Regions from separate parts of the Mus musculus genome. Here region 1 is linked to region 2. A link is a contact called in public Hi-C data. All regions are on one chromosome and are shown on one strand. The core of a region is the stretch at or near the end of the contact, and the rest is flanking DNA. Distances in the headings are between cores, read along the strand shown.

Evidence for each region. A called contact is a pair of places that touch in the nucleus more often than the background predicts.
Region 1: a contact with region 2 is called in a Hi-C map of epidermal suprabasal cells, with 3 times the contacts expected there. The contact joins the enhancer-like site here to the promoter of Ppp2r3a in region 2. A contact is called at or near these places in 4 of 484 Hi-C or Micro-C datasets (the HL-1 cell line, the N1E-115 cell line, epidermal suprabasal cells and 1 more) and 2 of 115 datasets of contacts at active chromatin or transcription factors (embryonic fibroblasts and embryonic stem cells).

What each region holds. Positions count from the first base shown.
Region 1 is chr9:101,288,266-101,291,258 of GRCm38.p6, reverse strand. No RefSeq gene overlaps it. Among named protein-coding and RNA genes, the nearest start is that of Ppp2r3a, 38 kb to the right of the region's middle. Within about 2 kb of position 1,293, at least 34 of the 459 cell types and tissues checked have an H3K27ac peak or open chromatin away from gene starts, as enhancers often do. A contact at or near this core is called in epidermal suprabasal cells, where this site is marked.
Region 2 is chr9:101,250,081-101,253,414 of GRCm38.p6, reverse strand. It overlaps Ppp2r3a (protein phosphatase 2, regulatory subunit B'', alpha), which reads left to right and starts at 1,583. Exons shown (of 14, transcript NM_001161362.3): 1 at 1,583-1,753.

The DNA of each region.
Region 1 (2,993 bases), core at 44-2,543, 38 kb before region 2:
AGAGTGTCATGGCCTCCCTCACCTGCTCCTGGAGCAGAAGATCTCTGGTTGCCCTTTCTGCCTTTGCTGCTCTGTGCATCTACCTTGGAGGCTGGAAAATGGGTGTGGCTGCTGACCTTCTGCTGTCGTCTTCCACTTAACTGCAGGATGCACTTTCTCTGTACCCTAGCATTAGAGGGTTTGAGGCTAGCATGGGCAAGGCCAGCCTCTTAAGCTCACCACATACTCCTAGAGTGCTGAGAGAGAAGAGTCTGCAGGAGGAATCCTCCAAGCCAGTGAACCACACAACCACAGGTAGAGCTGCTTGACACTGAGCCTGAGACCTGAGTTCAAATCCCAGGACAGCAAGGTAGAGGAAGAGGACTGACTGCTGCAAACTGCCTTCTGACCTACATATGCACACCTTGGACATGCGTACACACGTCCAAGAGGATAGGAGAGACAAAGGGAAGGAGGGAGGAGAGGGAGGGGAAGGGAGAGGGGGATCCTCCTAAAATAAGGACTCAAATCCCCTTGTGTAAAAACATCTTTTATCTCCTCCTAGTCTGTGGGATTGTTTGTTTTGCATCCAAATTGATTAACAACAATTGTTCAGCAAGCACATCCCTGGCAGATAACTATTCAGAGCCCTTTTTTCTGTGTAGGGATCCATGAAGTCTGAAAAGTATTGTCTTGTTGGGAAAGACAGAAGCAATACTCGTTTATCATTTGTAAACATCACACTAACTTTCCCCTGCTGCAGGCTCACACCTTCTAACTCTCCTGGTTTCAAATATAAACAAACACACTTGAGCATGTGTGCGCATGCGCACACACACACTCTCTCACACACACACACACACACACACACACACACTTTTGATCATCTTTAGCCTTTTGTGTCCCACAGGCTCCAGCTTGTTCTGAGCTTTAGCTTTCCTGACACTTCTTGTTGTGGGGTCACAGGCCCCAACCAGCCGATAGTGCTCATCAAACTCCTTCACTGTGAGCCTGGGTTTTCCTCACTGTGTGACAATGTTAAGTATTGTTTGCTTCCTGGATTCTGCACTACACTATGTACAGCCGAAAAAGTGTGTGTTCCCCCCCCCCCCCGCTCTTTCTAACCCAGTTCCTGAAGCCTTCCCTCAGGAAATTCCATTTTCCATATTTCTCCAATGCCCTCCTTGTTACCTGACTTTATTGTTTTATTAGGTCGGTTTCTCCCCAATTCTTCACATTTTTGGGGTGGAATCTTTCAATTAGGTAGGTGTTTCCTGTCGAACTGGTCTTCCCAGATTGGCTGCAAAGCCTTGGTAATCGCTGCCAGAGTGCTGATATCAACTGCCCCAATCTAGAAATCAGAAGCTGGCTACCTAACAGCGGGCGTAGCCGATACTTCAATTTTCATTCCTCATTATTCTTTACAAACGGCAGCGTTGAAAACGGAGTATGGCGTATTGATGGCTCCTTCCCACCTCGTCTCTTAACCTTCCATGTCTGTCATCTGGGTCTCCAGAGCCAATAAAGATTTTTCTCCAGGGTTCTGCTGCCTCTAACTCTCTCTAGCTCGCCTCGCTCTCTCTTCCTCCCTCCCTCCCTCTTCCATATGCAAATCTATAAGGTGGGCACTGATCAACAGCCCTGATATAACCGGGTGGGCAGGAGCCATATCTTGCTTGCCTGCTTGTTCTCACAATTCACCCATGTTCTTTGCACCAGACTACTGGGTTCTTCAGAAGGGAGTTGGTCACCAGCCTCAGTGACTCACCTCTGCCTCACTGGGTGGGACAGTGAGGTGGGACAGCTCTGGCTCCTGCCAGGGTTGACAGCAGCTGGCCAAGCTCCAGGTAAGTGGCTTAGCATAGAGTGCTGACAGCAGTGCAGGTCACCCTACCAGGCCCCTGGGAGAGATCTCTCTCCTCTCCTAGGAACCCTCCCACATGGAGAGTCGGTTTTCCCCCTCTGGACTCTCAAATTGGTTACGATGTGTTCACCTACGCTGCTCTCCAGCACTGCTCGTCTCTGCTCATCAGTTTCCTCCCTAAGCTAGTAGCAACATGCTTGTGCGTCGTGGCCTCACAGTTGCTAGTGACTGAATTTTTAGGAGAAGAAACCAACTACCGCCAGCTCTTCTAAAGTTAAGTCCCTCCCGTCAAGAAGTGGCAGCAACCCTCCCTTCACACTTCATTGGTTCTTGTTGGGGCACGTGACTATTCATTCTCCAATCCATGACCAGGGGGATAGGCATCCCATTGGACTAATCACGCTCCGCGGTGGAAATCAGATTATCTTCCTTGGAGGAATAAACTGTGAAAAAGAGATGGGACGATGAGTACCCACATATTTTGAGAAAGAACAAGGCAACTAAATGGTTGTACTAGAAAAACAATCCATTGCGTGAGGCAAGGGGAAAGCAAATTTCATTTAACTTGCATTTTCTAGCACTTAATTCTAATGTTTTCTATCTAGTAAAGAACAAAGGAACAGAAAGAAGCCAAGAGGTAGAAGAAGCCAAGTATTCTTTAGTATAAGTCCTCTGGTGAGGACACACACACACACACATACACACACTTACTTTTGAATAAATTCTACTCAATCAATTGTAATTCTGTATGGCTGATTCGTCAATATACTGGGCCCTACTTATTGCATCTGACCCTTAACCCAGCCACCTAAGAAGCCCATCAGGGATCTCTGGTCACACCTAACAACACTGTGATGCCTTCTAAGTCCTCAAATAAAAACGCGTAGTAGCCAGGCGTGGTAGCTCACACCTTTAATCCCAGCACTCCGGAGGCAGAGGCAGGCGGATTTCTGAGTTCGAGGCCAGCCAGGTCTACAAAGTGAGTTCCAGGACAGCCAGGGCTATACAGAGAAACCCTGTCTCGAAAAACCAAACCAAAACAAAACAAAATAAATAAATAAATAAATAATTAATTAATTAAAAAAATAAATAAAATAAAAACGCGTAGTAATGTGGCTGATTAAAAAAAAATACTTTCCAACTTCAATAG
Region 2 (3,334 bases), core at 334-2,833:
TCCACACCCAGGAGGGATTATGTCCTTTTCATTCCAGTGGACTGTGTAAGTAAATGGAGGGCAAAGGCCCCACAGGAGTCCAAAGGTAAAGGCAGGGGGTAAGGTGTTGAAGTTCTGTGATTCTCTGTGTACTTCCTGTCCTTACCATCAAAAACTGTTCTGTGACCTTTGTCACTTCTTTGTGTCTTGCCCTTCCTTCTTCACAGGATTGTTCTGACACAAAAGAAGATATTCAACGCGGTATGGTGAAGGACTTTTAAAATAGGAAAGTATAAAGTTGGGTGTGTGATGGTTTTTCTTCTTTCAAGACAACGAAGACCACATTCTAGCTATTAAAAAGATTAACTTGGTGAAATGACTCAGGATGTAGAGCCTGTTTGAGGCAATTTTATATACATTTTTCTTTTAAAAATAAAAATATATTTCTTATAATCAACCTTACACATAGCTACAGAATGTGAAATTGTATACATTTTGTATGCACCATCTATACCTAAATGTATGTACACATCACATATGATTTCACATGTACACATAAGGCACTCTGTAAGCAACTGTTGTTTTGCTAAGAAATGTTGACAGAAAGGAAGAGATAAAACACGTACGCAGAGCCTGTTCTCACAGTTTGCCTAATGCCTGGCTCTTTAAAGTCTTATCTACATCTGGTTCTTCACCTCTACGTGACCAAATGTCACGTACTGTTCCTTCCCCTGACTGGCTTGCTTGTTTTACCTATGTGCTTACATAATGATTGATTGACTTTTTAATTTAGAATTGAACTGCATTATTTTTATTGTTTAGCTGTGGTACTCATGTAGCCCAGGTTGGCCTCAAAGTAGCAGCAATGTCACCAAAGTTCAAACACTTGGAACTTCTTGTTCTCTATCTAGCCTCCTCCACCTCTGCAGAGCTTTGCAGACATACATTACCTCTCCCAGTTTATGTGGTTTTATCCTCGTTTACTATACCAACGGGGTTACATCCCTAGCCCAGTCAGCCCATTTATTTCCCACTTTTAGTAAAAGCAAACCTCGCTTATTATTTTAGCTAGGGTCAAAGCTTAAGAAATCAAAATTGCAAATGTTTCAGAACACTCCATTAAGTTGTGCATTTGTTTTACATAGCTTTGTTTATTTAACAATTTTTATTCTGTTAACAATTCGCTTAAAATAAATAAATAAATAAACTCTTCGTTCAAAATTCACACAACTTGGGTTGAGCGAATAGGAGCATGCTGGTGTGGGCCACAGTAAGAGTGTAGACTGTAGTCAGATGGGATAGCCTCCCGGAAGAGCAGGACAGTTATCGAAGAGGACAGTAAGAAGGGTAATAAAAATAATGACGGCCATCATAAAGTGTATACTCTTAACATGAAATTCAGTCCCCAAATAGTGCGAATAGCCTTCTCCATTACACTAAGTAAATCACAGCGGCGGCCGAGGCGACGGCTCTCGCAGTGCCCCTCAGGGCCCCCTTTCGGAGGAAGGAGAGTGGGAGGAACCCAGCACGGCCAGGTGGGCGGGGCCGGGGCCGAGGGGGCGTGTCTGGTGGGCGGGCCTGTGGCGCTAGTGGGCGGGGCTGTGGCGCTGGCGGGCAGCTAAGCTGCTGGGCGGCTGGGCGGGGCGCGCTCAGGCCTCGGCTCCTCACGCGCGGCGTAAGCGGCCCAGACCCCGCGCTGCGGGAAGCCGGGGTGGCGTGTGCGCGTCGCCTGCGAGCCGAGGCAGCCGCGGGAGGAGGAGCAGCGGGCACTGAGGTAGGCGCACAGACGCGGGGCCTTAGGCCGGTTCTCCTTGGGAGCCCCCGGCCCTCCACGGGCTGGCGAGGCCGAGGGGCGGCGCACAGAGACCGGGGCGGGCGGGGCCGGGGGCGGGGTCTGGCCTGGCCGCAGGGGCCGCGCGCGGTGAAGGGACTCCTGGTGGAGCGCAGGCACGCCACGCCAGAGGACTCCCGGGGCTGGCGGCCGTGGAGAACGGTGGCCCGGGAGCTCCGCGGAGGAGGCCAGGGGGCCGGATGGCCGGCGCCTCCCACCTCGCGGGACGCCCGGGCCGGGAACTCGTTAACAGGAAAGCTTGGCAGGGCAGCAAATGCCAAGGTTCTGGAAGAACTGAGAGTCACGTCGTTAGGCGCTGAGGCTTTATTTTCCTTCCCCGCCCCCTGCCCGGCCTCGGCCCGACTTGGCCAAAGAAGGATGTGTCACCAGTTCGGGGCTGCGGGCGGGATCCCAGCCACTCTGGGCACAGGGGCACCTGAAACAAAGGTATCGGGCGACCGAGTGGCTGAGCTGCGAGCACCTCAGCCGGTCCCACGGTCGCGCCGGCCGGGCTGCAGGCTTGAGGGGCGTTCTCCTTGGGGACCGCTCGATGGAAACCAGCTGGCCCGGCTTGGAGTTGATGTTGCATCGGAACTGTGTTGTGCTCACATTATTTCCATTCCTCCCACTCTGATAAAGCCTAGGGAAATTTTATCCCGCTTGATGGTCTGCAGATGCAGAGGGGGGAGGACAAATTGCTGTTTGTAAATTATAAGGTATTTTCTTTGTAGAAAATAGTTTAAGAACATAGAATAAATGCTTGAACACGTAAGCGGAGAGGATGATTTGTAGTGCCTTTCAAAATTGGAAAAGAGTTCCTCCACGGATCTTCAGTTATGTACAAAACGTCCCCCGCCTCTTTGGTGCCAGGCATTTTTCTTTGTTCTTCCTTAGTGTCTGGCCTCAGTTTCTTGTAAACAGAGCATCAAGCACAGGGACCCTAAGAATTGCCATACTAGGTCAGAGCATGGGCGTCCAGCTAAGCAGGCAGCAGGCTCGTGTTGTAGTAAACACAGGGCTTTCCTTGGCATCGTTAAAAATTATCTCAGTTTCTTTCACTGGTCTCCATGACGATTACTGAAAGCGTTCTTAAAAATCTGTAGACGGCTCCTGATTTGCATGCAATTTATTCACGTTTATTGCATTCAAAAGGCTGTCTCACCACTTCTGACAAAACTTATGGCATGAGATACTCGTGAGAGGGGAAAAATGGATCTTTTACACAGCCTGGAAAGCTCAGGTCAGGAATACAAAGTTTTGCGGTTCTTTGGGGGTTTGTTTGTTTGATTTTTGTTTTGTTTATACACACACACACACACACACACACACACACACACACACTGGAAAAGTCTATCCCAAGGCCCATGTGGTTGGATTCAATGATAGCTTTAAACACCAACAACCTGAATAGTAGGCAGCTAATGCTTTAACATTCACACATATGATTTGCATATATTAAAAAGTAGCTTAGCATTTTACACAGTGACTATCTGGCTTTATCTTGGTCTAGGTAATCTGGCCTTA